Regions from separate parts of the Mus musculus genome. Here regions 1, 2, 3 and 5 are each linked to region 4. A link is a contact called in public HiCAR-type, HiChIP or PLAC-seq, capture Hi-C and promoter capture Hi-C data. All regions are on one chromosome and are shown on one strand. Each heading gives the region's core, a stretch centred on a gene start, on an enhancer-like site or on the middle of the called end of the contact. The rest is flanking DNA. Distances are from core to core; before and after follow the strand shown.

Region 1 (2,700 bases), core at 21-2,520, 2.7 Mb after region 4:
TAAGTGTTTTTCCTTTTGCTGTTAGCACTGAGCAGCTGCTGTGTGCCTGACACTGTTCATAACTTTTCTTTTTTGCTTTGTTTTGTTTTAAGACTATCTCCCTCTGTAGCTCTGGCTGTCCTGGTGGCCTGGAACTCGCTATGTAAAACCAGGCTGCCTCTAACTCACAGAAATCCATCAGCTTCTGCCTCTTTTTTTTTTTAAAGACTTATTTATTATATGTAAGTTCACTGTAGCTGTCTTCAGACACACCAGACGAGGGTGTCAGATCTCATTACAGATGGTTGTGAGCCACCATGTAGTTGCTAGGATTTGAACTTGGGACCTTCGGAAGAGCAGTCAGTGCTCTTAACCGCTGAGCCATCTCTCCAGCCCAGCTACTGGCTCTTGAGTGCTTGGATTAAAGGCACATGCCACCACTCACAGCTTGGTTTTTTGTGTTTTGTTTGTTTGTTTGTTTGTTTTATTTGTTTGTTTTGTTTTTTTAATGTGTCTTTGAGACAAAGTCTTACGTAACCCAGCTGGCCTCGAACCTTATATGTTTGAGGATGACCTTGAACTCCTGATCTTCCCACTTCTATCTCCCAAGTGTTGGGATTACAGATTTGTGTCACCATAACTGACTCATTTCATGTGCTTTCATTTATATACTCCTCAACCCAAGTATGAGAGTGAGATCGCCTCAACCCCCTTTAACAGTCAAGCACAGCTGAGAAATGAGCCTGTATTTAAGACACATGCCTAAAGCTGCCCCTCAAACACGCTGTTAATGCATTTAGCAAAAAATCTGACACTTCGTAACTGCTTACTAAAGATTCGTATAGGCACTAGAATGTCAGTTGTTTTTTTTTTTGTTTTTTGTTTTTTTTAAATCAAACACATCACGTATCTTGAGGTATTTCTTTTCTTTTTAAGATTTATCCATTTATTTAATGTATGTAAATACACTGTAGCTATCTTCAGACACACCAGAAGAGGGCATCAGATTTCGTTACGGGTGGTTGTGCGCCACCATGTGGTTGCTGGGATTTGAACTCGGGACCTCCGGAAGAGCAGTCGGCGCTCTTAACCGCTGAGCCATCTCTCCAGCTCCCAGCTGTTTGTTTTTAAAACTCTGACACAACACAACTTAATCCTATAAAGAACCACAGCCTACAGATGCAGGCGGAACCAGTGTGGTGTGGGTCAGCGCGCGGGCGCAGCCTGGGAGGGGCGAAGCCAGAGAGGGCGGGGCCTGGAAGGGCCACGCCCTCGGTACCTGCGACAGGTGGAGCGCGCGGCCTCCGGCTCTCGGCCATGTCCGCGGATGTCTCCGGGACGGAGTCCGGGTCCGAGTCCGGGCCGGAGCCGGAGCCGGGACCGGAGCCCGGACCGGAGTCCCGACCGGAGTCCCGGCCGAAGCCGGGACCGGGACCGGAGCCCAGACCCGAGTCCGGGCCGGAGCCGGGGCCGCGATCCGGACTGAGGAGGGGACCGAAGCAGGGGTCCGAGCGGAGCCAGTTGTGCCCCGAGCACTTCGAGCCTCTGAGCTGGTTCTGCCTCTCGGAGCGACGGCCGGTATGCGCCACCTGCGCCGGGTTTGGCGGCCGCTGTCACCGGCACCGCATCCGTCGAGCGGAGGAGCACGCGGAGGAGCTGAGAGTAAGCGGGCGTGGGGCCGGGAACTTTCTTGGGGCGGGGGAACTGGCAGGGACCAGGGACCGGGGTGGGTGGGTGGGGGATAGTGGCTTTTCTGTGGCTTCCCTTGCAGAAGGAGGTGGTTAAAGGTGTGACCTCTGGAGTAAACTGGATCGGAGTTTGAATCCTGCCCCCTCCCTGTGAGTCACTGATCCAAGCTTGGTGTCTCTCACCAGTAGTTTCTAGGCATTCATAACACCACGTGATTGTTATAGCTGACCTCGTAAAAACTTAGTCCCCCCCTAACCTCTTGACTTAGAGTCACCCTCTCCCCCCTTTCAGGTTTCCTGGTGAGGGATCCAGTTCCCTTCCAACCTGGCCAGACTGTAATTGAAGTGATGGATAGGGTGGAAGAATAGCAGGGCACTCTATCTCCTAAGGTCTCCTCATCTCTTGGTTCAGTGTGGCTCTAGGCTGGTCATTTTCCAGTTACACCCTGATCCTTTTCCCTGAGCTGCTGAGATTGGAGGCCAAGTCACCTTGGTGCAGCCGTCGTCTTCCTTTCATTTTAGCTGAGGCCCCTGGGGAACTCCTTGCAATTTGATTAAATGGCTTAATTCTCCCAACCCCACCCTGGCACCGAGCCCTGCTGTGCACTGAGAGCTGTCGCTGGGGACATCACCTACTCAAACCAGATTGTAATAAACACACCTCCCTGGAAACTGGGGCCGGTGGAGTTCAGTTACTCAGGGATGGTGAAAATAGACTTGAGAAAAGTTGATATAAATCAGCTTGCATCATGGGTAAGGCTTTTACAAATTCCTAAGGACTTAGATACTTATCATCGAGTTCCATCCAGGCTGAAGCGTGGGTTCTAACTAAGGTTTTTCAGACGAGGAAAAGGGCCCACAGGAGGATGGTAACTCTTAATAGTCAGGGTTTAAGAGGGGGAGATTCATTGACCGGGCAAGAGGAAACCACTTTTTGATCTCAGTGGTTATGAAGAGGAAGTGACCTCATGGAAAACCTTGAAAGTAGCCTTCATGCCTGTATGAGTGGTGAGAGGGGTGAAGGCCAGGGCAG
Region 2 (2,700 bases), core at 147-2,646, 2.6 Mb after region 4:
AAGTTACACATAGGGGCTGGAGAGATGGCTCAGTGGTTAAGAGCATTGACTGCTCTTCCAGAGGTCCTGAGTTCAATTCCCAGCAACCACATGGTGGCTCACAACCATCCGTAACAAGATCTGGCGCCCTCTTCTGGAGTGTCTGAAGACAGCTAGTGTACTTACATATAATAAATAATTTAAAAAAAAAAAAAAAAACAAAGTTACACTTAGACCACTAAAATAAAAAGCTAAATGATAGTGATCTACATGAAAGTTTTGCTATAGTGTGCATTCATAGAAATTATTATTGCGTGCATCCAGAACGAAACAAAACACTACAATGTATAGGAAACATTTACACTTCTCTCAGGAGGCTTAGCACAGCAAGGGGTGATCTAATCAAAACACTGGCCCGTGACATTTCAAAACTGCTTTATTCTATCAGATACTACTTTCTACCAGATCCTTACGTAGAGAAATGGAAGTCAGCTCCAAGGGGGAAAGGAAGAAACACTTAGAAAAACAACAACAACAACAATAATTCCCTACTTGCGAGGGAACTTTCTGAAAGCCTCACCACTAGAGAGCAATAATGAGTACGAGTTAAAAGCGCGGCTCGGCGGCTCGCGACCTGCCACGTTACTAATTCTACTACTACGGCTCCAGAACGACCTTTTCTCACCAGAATGTTTTTTGGTTTTTTTCGGGCTTGTACTCTTGTCCGTGACTGAGATGACTAAAACAGAATAAGCTCGTTGCGCGTAACTCGGCATTAGTAAGTCCTCGAAAAGGAAGTGCTCTTCTAATTGGAGTTGTTCGGGGCAGGGCCTTGAGTGTGGAAGTGAGTCTGTTCAGCTCGGCAAACGCGCATATTTTTGTAACCCCCACAACTTTCATGTAAGGATTTTTTTTTTAAAAAAAACCTTATCTCTGATGGCCTAACATTCATTGGAGCTACTACTGCTGATATGCTCTTTATCTGGAGCCTTCATGGACCCTTTATTTCAAAGAACACAGACAAAGAATAGGCTGTAGACAAGTAAACCCACAACAAACTAGGCCGCAGCTCCTCCACCACATCTCTATTTTAGCCTTAGAAGGTCTTAGAGTTTAATATCTTCTTGAAGCCCAAACTGATTACGTAGCCACCGAGTTACGAGGGGCCCCCGAAGGACTTCCGTCGTGGACAACAGTCCTCTTTCCCAGCTCCAAGGCTGCAGAAGTCTAGGGAGAGATTTCCATGGCAACACAGGCCTCAGCTTCGAAATGGCGGAAGGCCTCCCGAAGGATAACAGAGACCCTCGTTTTGTTCCAGATTATGGTTGCGATCCGCAAACCTACCTCTTTTCAGGCCTCTGCAGTTCCCCAGAACCTCAACTCCCACCATGACTCCATTGCTGCGCAGCCCAAACTACACCTCCCAGGCTGCTCTGCGCCTCTCTTCCCATGCTCCTCTTCTCCCGCGAGGTTGTGTAGCTCTGTAAGGCCACGCCCCTCGACTCCAGCCGACCTTTGGCAACTACCATTCCCAAGATACTTCGCACGTAGTACGTTTCTGATACGTTTCCGGCCAGTGACGCACTTCCACTTTGCTAGGCGCGCGGTTCCCGGTCTGAAAAGTAGAACGCGGATTTGGCTAGGGCCTCGCGTCTCCGCCGCCCGGCATGGCCTCCTCACGAGCCTCCTCCACGGTACGGAGCTCTGGATCTAAGCTCAGGCCTGCCCTAGAGAGGCCGGGGGTTCCCGTGGGAAAGGGCCGTTACCTTACGGGTCTGGGCCGAGGAGGAGGAAAGCTGAGGGACCCTAGTGTGGACCTTAGTAGCCTTTTCCTGATGTCTTCGTGTGCTGCAGCTCTCTTTGCACTGCTCTTACTTAAGTCCTGAGCAGAGACCACTCTTTCTGGCTGCTCCAAAACACGGTGCTTTGGAATCGGGTTGTGTCCTGACTTAAGCTGTCCGACTCGTACTTACTATGATGAGGCTTCCCAACTTGTAATCGGCTCTGAAAGTATTTGAAATGTGTATTCCAGTCACATCGTGACTTGGTGCACCTAGAGCCACCCTGATTGTTTAGGTTGTTTTTAGTGTCTGCCCAGCAGTGAGAAGTTATTTTCGTAAAACCGGAGATTGCTTTTCCAGTCGATTAAAGTAACGGGCCCCAAAACAACCAAGACACTTCAGGCAGAAATTGATTGGTCGTATTTGTGTGCCAAACTTAACAAGAGCCTTAACTCGCACAAAGTCAGTTTCGACTTTCTCCTCTAGTTTTGAGAGGAAAGAAGATGAAAGTGCAGCGTTAGCTTCATTCTTTTGGGAAGCATGGTTTGCTGGAACTAAACCTTAGTCCGGGTCTTTGATTTAACAGACAACCAAAACCAAAGCGCCTGACGATTTAGTTGCTCCCGTTGTGAAGAAACCACACATCTACTATGGAAGCTTGGAAGAGAAAGAGCGGGAACGCCTGGCCAAAGGAGAGTCTGGGATTTTGGGAAAAGAAGGACTCAAAGCCGGCATTGAAGCAGGAAATATTAATATAACATCCGGTAAGATGCAAATTGCAGGTCATTACCCCCACACACACACCCTTTTTTAAACAGTGCTGGGAATCCAACCCGGGTTTTTTTTTTTTTTTTTTTGCATGCTAGGCAACTGTTCTGCCACTGAGCCATACATTTCCATCTCCCCCCACCCCCCACAGTCTCTTACCTTTGACCTCAAA
Region 3 (2,700 bases), core at 79-2,578, 2.6 Mb after region 4:
AAGTGGAAGTGTACAGAGAAGGACCCCTGATACTGAACCTCTGTCCTCAACAAAGATGTTCACAACATGCATACATGCATACATCTCTCTCTCACACACACACACACAATCAAAAGAAAGCCAGTCATCTTATGGTCACTCCTGTATTGACTGCCCAGTATTCTAGGAGACTAATCATTATTGGTAGGATGATGTGTCAGTCATTCTTAAGTAGGTTCATCACTATGCACAAAACTTGTAAAGCAGGCGTTCAAAGAAGGGCTGTGCAAAGATGTGAGCTTTGCAGTTAACAAGTCTGAAGGGAGACATGAGGTCCACTAGGACAACGCAAGGGAAAACACTGAGCTAATTATTAAAGGGGGGGGGTGGGGTGGATCTAGCCTGCCGTTAAAGACTTCTCTCCCAAGATGGCATATATGATGTTTGAAAGCAGAAGAAAACGAATAGTCTTTCCCATTGGCGTTACACCTTAGGGCTTAAAAAGCATAATTTCGCAGGCACTTCGTGAGCAATCAATGTGCACCAGGAGTTACTGTTCTGAGACCTAGACAGAAATGAGCAACCATAAGCAGTTCAGTCAGGGCTTAGATTTCAGTAGGTTCCATGTGCTAAGGCTTGTGGAAATATGGAAGATGAAGCAGACTATTCCTCCCGGGACTGTGAAAGCAAAGAATCACCAAAAAGGTAACCTCTGAAGTAGGCTTTGAAGGATGCCAGAGATGGCCCACCAGGTCCTGGTTCAAAGTGTCACCATCCTGTTCTCGGGGAAGAGAAAGTCTCTTGAGTTTACAGCTCGTATATTTATTATAGGAGCTGACTCCTATATAAACTCCGAGGCAAGCAGTCTCCCCAGCAATCCTCTCCATTTCACTGGAGAAAGTGTGATTCACAAAGCAAAAGGGTGTCAAGGGAGGTTCCAGTTCCTGAACCCAGACGGGCCGAGGTGACACCGCTACTCAGAATGCGAAGGCTGAGCGGTGGAACGCGCCGAGGGTCTGTCTAGACCCGGAAGTTGGGAAGCGGCCTGAGAAGAGCCCGACCCCTGCAGCCACCGCGCCAGTCTCTCAGCCCAGCGCTCGGGTCCCGTTCCTCAATCACTCACCCGCCGCTTGGCGAGAGGAAGTCGGTGTCATCCTCGTCTCCGGCACCGAACATCACGTCGGCTTTCGCCCAGCTGAAGGGAGGAGGAAGTTGGATGTTCCCAGGGCCTGTCACCGCCGGTAACGTAAAACGCCGTGGCGGCGAGCTGCTTTCCGGCAGGACAAACTCTCTCAGGGTAGTGAGGCCCAGAGGAGACCCAGCGGTGGAGGAGGTGGAGCAAAGGCAAATGAGGAGGTGAGCTCCCAGTGACGCAAGGCCTCACCAGCCCTCCGAGGAGGTGGAGTTCCTAGGTTCTGAGCGGTGATTGGTGGGATCACCCAGGGGGCGGGTCCAGGGCGGGAATCCGCGGCCTTTACTGCGGTCGTGGGACACGTCGAGCCGGGCAGTAGTGGCGGGGGCTTGGTAGAAGTCCGTACCGGACTAGGGGATCCAGTTCTGAGAGGAAGACTAAGGCGGCGGGGCTTACCCTGTGAAGGTAAGGTCACTCCCCTCCTTTTCCCAAACCCGGCGTGTTCGCTGTCCTTTTCCCTCCCGAACCCTGGACCCCCCGCAGCTCCCTTAAGCTGGGCGGAAGGAGAAAGAGCCCCGGACTAGAAGTCATGGGATCTGAGCCGAACAGTGGCAGGGATCTTACAGCGACATTGCTGTTATGACCTTAGGGCAGGGTGCTCGGTGCCTCAGTTTCCCCATCTACGCAAAGGACCGCGTGTCCAGTGTCTCCATATGCGCTTTTTCAAGGTTTTAAATCTCTGAAATCATCGAGTCTGATCCGGGTCTCTTCGTAATAAACTGATCTGCAGGCAAGAAGACAGAAGAACTAGCCACTTGGGTGACTAGTCCGAGGTCACACAGAGTGAAGAGCAGACCTGGTCCTTTGTATCAGGGTTTAGAGAGCTGATGAGTGAGGAAGCCTGGCCCTTAACTAGACTGTGTGGCATAGGACTTGGGAAAGGACCCTGTTTCTAAAGTCCAGATAAGAGAGGTCCAGAAGAGCTGGGATATTCGGGAGGGTGGATGATGGACGAGACTTTGAAGGTAGAAAGTCCTCAATCCAGTTTTGCTGAGCTGAGTTTTGTTGCCAAGGTTTTAAGTCAACATTGGTTGTCGCTGACTTTTCTGCCTCCAGTTTTCGCCCACTCTGTTGCATGTCTTTCTTCTATATTTCTTTGGTTAGCCTGTTTTGTTTTTGTTTTTGGGTTTTTTTTTTTTTTTTTTTGAACGATCTTGCTTAGCCACGCTGTGGCTAAGCAGATAGTGTGTCCCAGTGTCCATTTCCACAGTTCTCATTGGAGTTCTTTCTGGTTTTCTTCCCAGTCAGGTTGATCCTGTAAGTGTCCCTTTCCGGAATGTTTTAGTCTCTTCTGATGATACTAAAGAGATTGGAAGCTCTCTCCCAGAGAACTTTGTACCTCTTGGCACTTCCCCTGTGGGGCTTTTTATTACAGTTTTTGAACTACTAACTTGTAAGTCTTCTTGCCCACAGTGGATTCTCATTAATTTTTTATTAGATTGAATAATATAACTTAGCTTTGTTCCCTTGTTCCTTAATTTACTCTCGGTTTTTTTTTTCCCCCGTGCGACCCAAAGAGCCAAGCAGTG
Region 4 (2,700 bases), core at 101-2,600:
ATGAACATTTTTTTTTTCTAGGACTTAAGTTGTTAATACCAACATTTAGCATAACTTTTAATTTACATCATCAAGATGTATTTACCAAATATATCAACCTTTTGTAAAGTATCCACATAATCAGTGCTAGGAAGAAAAATAAAATTCTATAAAAAGCACTCTCCGTTCATTTAAAAAACAAATTCCAGCATTTGCTGTGCTGGTGAAAGAAAGAAGGAAAGAAAGAACCAACCAACCTAACAAGTATCTACTCTGCGCCATATATTGTGTAAGATGTGTCCCCAAAAATGTTTTTTAATGAGCATTTTTATGTACGTGGAGGCCAACAGTCACAAAACTAGTAAGGAAACCTGGACTCCTGGTTCCTTTGTGTGTGTGGTGCATGTGTGAGCAGGGCAGGAAAAGGCATCAGATGCCTTGTGCTATCACTCTCTACCTTCTTCCCTTGAAAACAGGGTCTCTCACTGAGCCCGGAGCTAGGCTGCCACCCTCACCGATCCTCCGTCTCTGCCTTCCCTCAGCTCTGGGGTGCAGGTGTCTGTCTTCGGCCATGGATGCCGGGAGATTCCAACACAGACCCTAATGCTTGGGCAAGTGCTCTTACCGGCTGAGCCACCTCTCCAACCCCAAGCCTGCTCATCTCTAAGTTTAGAAATAAAAGTTTTGCATTTGGCCACGCCGGAATCACAAGACAAACTCCTCGACCCTTGAGTTTCATTCAAGTAATCACACGGGATTGGGGATGGAGGGGGCGGGGGAAGGAAAACTAATTTAACAAATGTGCTCTTTAAAAACGTGACCGCGCATAGCGGTAATTCCAGCCCTCTGGAAGATGAGGCAGAAGAACCCCGAGTACCCGGCCAACCAGGGCTACACAGCCCGACCCTGACTCAAAACAAAACAAGGCGCGAACGGGATTGCGGAAGTAGAGAACTATTGTTGAGCGAAGACACGAGCTCTAAGCAGATGCCGGGTGGAAAGGACTCGCGTCTCCCACGGCTGGGGCTGGAGCACGGCATGGGCGAAGCCGAGCTCGTACCGAAGGCTATCAAGGCCACCCTGAGAAAGGGTCAGGGTGACCCAGGAGTCCCCGCCCGCGCGCGGGGTGGGCGAAACCCAACGGGAAGTGAGAAACCCTCGCACACTATGCCGCGCGAGGCCGCTGCCCCGTGGCCAGCGTTCGGGCCACCCTTCTCTTGGCGTCACCAGTCCTTTTTACTTACCCGGAATGCGAGGAGCCTGGAGAAAGCTCGCTGTCCGGTCGCAGCCGTGCAGGGGGGCGCGCCCACGCAGAACCCGGCGAGAGTGCAGCAATGCACCGCGCTACAACCTTCCCGCCGGCACCAACTTCCGCCTCCTGACTGACGGGCCCCCTGGAAGCGGAAGTCCCGCCTATCGACTGGACGCAACGGACGCTACCCCAAGTGATTCGTAGTTTAAGCGTTTCTTCGGCCGGAAAGGGTTTCCCTTCCGAAGAATGACAGTCGAAGAGGCTCACGGGAGATGCAGGCCGTACAATTGGGGGCGGAGCCAAACGCTGATTGGCAGGAATAGAGCAGGGTCCCTAGCACCTAAATTGATTCTTTTTTTTTCCCCTTCAGGTTTGCAGGAGATTAGCTGTCTGTCTGTCTGTCTGTCTGTCTGTCTGTCTGTCTGTCTGTCAGGATTTATTTAACCCTGATGTTAATCCACTTCAGTAGAGCTTCAGAGGGAGGTTGAGCACACTTTCAGGTTTTAACAACCATCCCAGGAATATTTTTGTTGTTTACCGTCTGAGTCAATAATTATACACAAGGTGAGCACTAAATAGGTACAAGTTTTCACTAGTGTGCATAATCTGAATTTTAAAAATGAAAGTGTCGGCTGAGAGCAGTGAGGCATGCTTTTGATCCCAGCACTCTTGGAGGCAGAGACGGATCTCGGATCTCTCGAAGTTTGAGGCCATCCAGGTCTGCATAGCAAACTCCAGGACAGTCAGGATTACACAGAGAAACCCCCGACTCAAAAGCAAACAAACAAAAGAGTGAACGCCACACCAAGATGCTACTGGAAGTTACCCTATGCTGCATAGCCTCACGCTAAATCCAGACGTTTACCTTAAGACGTAAAAGCGTTTGCCAGGCGGTGGTGGCGTGGGGGGGGGGGGGGGGGGGCAGAGCCAGGCATAGCTCTATGAATTCAAGGCCAACCTTCAAAGCGAGTTCCAGGACAGCCAGGGCTACCCAGAGAAACCCTATTTGCAAACAAACAAACAAATAAACAGAAATGCAAAAGACATAAATATGTTTTAAGGTGTATTTGTTCTGTGATTATCAACCACTCTCCACAACTTGCACCTGTGCTCTTAATTAATATTTGGGATGTTGGAGATGTAGCTAAATTGGTAGAGTCCTTGTCTAGGACACAGGAGGCCCTGAATTTGATACCTCACACCACATAAAATTGGGCATGGTAGTGTATACTTCTTAATCCAGCCTTGGGAATTTAGTGGGAAGAGGATCTTTTGTCCAAGGTATGTAGCTTGAACAAGGAACATAGCAAGTTTAAGGTCAGTATTGACTACTTAAACCTTATTTCTAAAATAATAATTGATGTTTGCTAATGTTTACAATGCACAGTCCAGGACTGAAACAGTAAGTTCAATACCAAAGATTTACTTAGTTCACAGAAAAAAAAAATTGTTGCATGTTTTCCACGTGC
Region 5 (2,700 bases), core at 116-2,615, 2.5 Mb after region 4:
CATTGCTTTTGGGTTCCAGAGGCTTCAAAAGGCCTAGCCCATTAGCCACTGAGGTTAGATAGATTTTTACCCTCCTGTGAGTCCTGCAGATATGTTTTCTCTGAGGCTGTACAACTCCCCTTAGCTTTGGCCAAACTCTGTGTGACCCTGAGCTTAACCTTTTGCAGGTGGCTCTCTCACAGGGTGGAAATATTTGCTGTTAATCATGACAATGGCTTCCATTTATCACACAAGGCTCCACTGCCAGGTTTAATGCTGAGAATTCAACCTGTGTTTTCATCTAAGTCTTTCAACACCTATGTGACATAGACTCTAGTATATATTTATTTTTAAATCTGATCAGGAAGCTGAGCCTTAGATGTATAAAGCTGTTTATCTGAGGCCTCATGGCTAATACTCCAGAACTCAGGATTTGAGCTGAGATGTCCGACTCCAGTCTCAGTGTCTCAGCTAACCCTTGGTCAGAGTTCTTTGAGGGGAACATATGGGCAGATTGGTTGGCAAAGGATTGCCAAGTGTGTTTAAGAACGTATATGAAAGATTCTTGATGTTAGGGAAAGAATTAATGTTAAAAGTTTGATATATATTCCTGATAAAATTAAATCAGTGAGATGAAAAGACAATACACACACACACACACCAAAAAAAAAAAAAAAAAAAAAAAAAAAAAAAAAAAAAGCAATGGAAATACTAACGAGAGAAAAAGTTTATCAACCTAGTAAGAAAACAAATACAGCCTAGTGCGTGTGAGGGAGAATGAGAAAAAAGCAGTCCGTAAGCCGAAAGCAGCCCTGGGGTGTAATGGAATCTGAGCCCCGACCTTGGACTTCGGGACTGTGAGAAACAAATGTCCATGGTTTATAAGCCCGCAGTCTATTATAGTTTGTTAATGTAGCCCAAATAAACTAAGATTTTTTAAATTACCTACAAGGAAGATGAAAACCTTGTGCAATATAGAAACGTAATCATTGTGAGAATGTACACAGAAAGAAAATTACAACTGTGCACTGCTGTGTGCTCATCAGATTGTAGAAGATAAAGTGGCGACAGGGAGCGTCTAGGGCGTAGTTGATTTAATGCACTCCTAATTTGTTGTTTTTGTGTTCCTGGGATGAACCTTTTAATTTTGCACTCAACATGTGTTAAGCTTAACGAGATATCTGATCAAAAAGTAATAAACATTTTCATGCTAATTGCCAAGGCAAGGTCAATTACAGGTTGCCTGGGCCGCTGGGGATTTCGGAGATGTCGCACAACTCAGGGGTTGTGCGCGTGGGTCCCCCGCGGTTGGCGTGGCCTGGGCCGTGAGGTGGCGCGCGAGTGAGGACCACAACTCCCAGGCGCCCGCGCGCCACCTCACCGGGCCACGTGACTCGCGTGGCCAGGGCGCGGTAGCAGCCGCAATCCTAGTCGAGTCCCAAGTAGAGTCCTGAGTAGAGTCCCGGGCTGAGTCCCGAGCAGCGAGCGGACAGACGCGACCCGGGCGGCCGTCTAGTGTGCTCACCATGCCGGTGAGTCTGCGCTGTGCAGCGGAGGGGACGAAGGTGGACGGGCTGGGCGGTACCCTGGAGATCCTCGCAGCTCTCGACCCCGGGGTGGGGTGGGGGGGAATGTGTCATCGCCGCTGTCACAGCAGGAGTAGGGCTGGGGAGCGCGGCAGGAAAAGCTAGCTGTGGCTCTGGAAGTTTGTCCCTCTCTGTTAGGTAGGAGTCAGTCACTACAGCCAGGCCAGCCCCAGCTGGGACGCTGCAGGTGGGTTGGAGAGCAAGGACAGCTGTCCGCGGTCCCTTCCCGGGCTCTAACCAGATTTAGGGCATTCCGGAAAGGTTTCCTCCAAGGGTGGTCCCGCAGGGTTCAGCCCCTGAGTACACTCCCCCCGCCCACCCCCACCCCCACCCCCACCCCCGGCTCGGCCTGTCCTGGGCAGGTTCCTGGAACTGTTTCTTTAACATGGACCCAGTTACTCCCCCACCTCCCAATCTTTCCTATGAATCCGAAAGTAGGGCTTTCAACAGACGTGTTTTCCTGGTGAGGTTCCTCTTAGACAGAGAATGACAGCTTGCAAGACTCTGCTCTCTGAGGAAATCCTCTGTTTCTTCATGTCACAAAGGTGTCTGAATGTACGACAGGAAGTCTAGCCAGGCTGTTTGGTGGAGAGGCGTCCCACCTCCTGCAGATCCATTAGTACAGGAAATGGATGGGAAACCCTTAACAAAGGTCTCCAGGCAGTCAGCAGCACCACACAGGCCTCCATCCTTTTCTGGTGTCTGGTTAAAAACGAAGGCACTTTTCTTTAAATTTAACCACAAATAAAAGGAAAACAAAAAACAAAAAAAAAATCAAGTCTTGAGAATGGTTCTTTTCTTGGCTACGGTCCCTCCTCTGTGAGGTGCCGCCCTGCATAAAGCCTCGATAAACTGCCATAGAGGCAGATTTATCTCCAGTGGGAACTCGATAGGGTTCTGCCCTTGCATACCTCACCGCAGAACCTGCCAACTGAAAGCTGCGGTCCCTTTTCCTAAGTCTGGGTGTGCTGATTTCAAATCCTTTTCTTTAGCCAAAATACAGAAGTGAGGAAGGGCAGGGGGAACAGGAGTTTTGAACTCGGTAGGAAGTGGAATGAATCATTCCTTATGAGTGAGGACACCCTGCAGTCTGTCCTGACAGCTGCCTCCTGTTCCTGCTTCCCAACTCTCCCAG

Evidence for each region. Promoter capture Hi-C pulls out the DNA fragments that hold promoters and counts their contacts. HiCAR-type assays count read pairs that join an accessible place to other places. HiChIP or PLAC-seq counts read pairs in DNA pulled down with a chosen protein or histone mark. Capture Hi-C pulls out chosen DNA fragments and counts their contacts.
Region 1: a contact with region 4 is called in a capture Hi-C map of embryonic stem cells, with 9 times the contacts expected there. The contact joins the promoter of Bspry here to the promoter of Inip in region 4. A contact is called at or near these places in 3 of 39 promoter capture datasets (embryonic stem cells, liver and stem cell-derived epiblast-like cells), 1 of 115 datasets of contacts at active chromatin or transcription factors (stem cell-derived neural progenitor cells) and 1 of 9 other capture datasets (embryonic stem cells).
Region 2: a contact with region 4 is called in a HiCAR-type map of astrocytes, with 2.5 times the contacts expected there. The contact joins the promoter of Cdc26 here to the promoter of Inip in region 4. A contact is called at or near these places in 5 of 39 promoter capture datasets (cranial neural crest, embryonic stem cells, frontonasal cranial neural crest and 1 more) and 1 of 115 datasets of contacts at active chromatin or transcription factors (astrocytes).
Region 3: an H3K4me3 HiChIP or PLAC-seq map of stem cell-derived neural progenitor cells shows a contact between it and region 4, with 14 times the contacts expected there. The contact joins the promoter of Fkbp15 here to the promoter of Inip in region 4. A contact is called at or near these places in 2 of 39 promoter capture datasets (cranial neural crest and embryonic stem cells) and 2 of 115 datasets of contacts at active chromatin or transcription factors (astrocytes and stem cell-derived neural progenitor cells).
Region 5: a contact with region 4 is called in a promoter capture Hi-C map of embryonic stem cells, with 5 times the contacts expected there. The contact joins the promoter of Slc31a2 here to the promoter of Inip in region 4. A contact is called at or near these places in 1 of 39 promoter capture datasets (embryonic stem cells) and 1 of 115 datasets of contacts at active chromatin or transcription factors (astrocytes).

Annotation. Positions count from the first base shown.
Region 1 is chr4:62,478,797-62,481,496 of GRCm38.p6, forward strand. Bspry (B-box and SPRY domain containing) reads left to right here and starts at 1,271. Exons shown (of 7, transcript NM_138653.1): 1 at 1,271-1,641. The coding sequence starts at 1,297.
Region 2 is chr4:62,407,229-62,409,928 of GRCm38.p6, forward strand. It overlaps Cdc26 (cell division cycle 26), which reads right to left and starts at 1,397. Exons shown (of 4, transcript NM_139291.4): 1 at 1,324-1,397. Prpf4 (pre-mRNA processing factor 4) reads left to right here and starts at 1,555. Exons shown (of 14, transcript NM_027297.3): 1 at 1,555-1,673; 2 at 2,347-2,524. The coding sequence starts at 1,647.
Region 3 is chr4:62,359,268-62,361,967 of GRCm38.p6, forward strand. Fkbp15 (FK506 binding protein 15) reads right to left here and starts at 1,329. Exons shown (of 28, transcript NM_001045528.2): 1 at 1,103-1,329. The coding sequence starts at 1,155. It overlaps Slc31a1 (solute carrier family 31, member 1), which reads left to right and starts at 1,434. Exons shown (of 5, transcript NM_175090.4): 1 at 1,434-1,576.
Region 4 is chr4:59,782,505-59,785,204 of GRCm38.p6, forward strand. It overlaps Inip (INTS3 and NABP interacting protein), which reads right to left and starts at 1,351. Exons shown (of 5, transcript NM_001013577.1): 1 at 1,224-1,351.
Region 5 is chr4:62,285,064-62,287,763 of GRCm38.p6, forward strand. It overlaps Slc31a2 (solute carrier family 31, member 2), which reads left to right and starts at 1,366. Exons shown (of 4, transcript NM_025286.3): 1 at 1,366-1,511. The coding sequence starts at 1,506.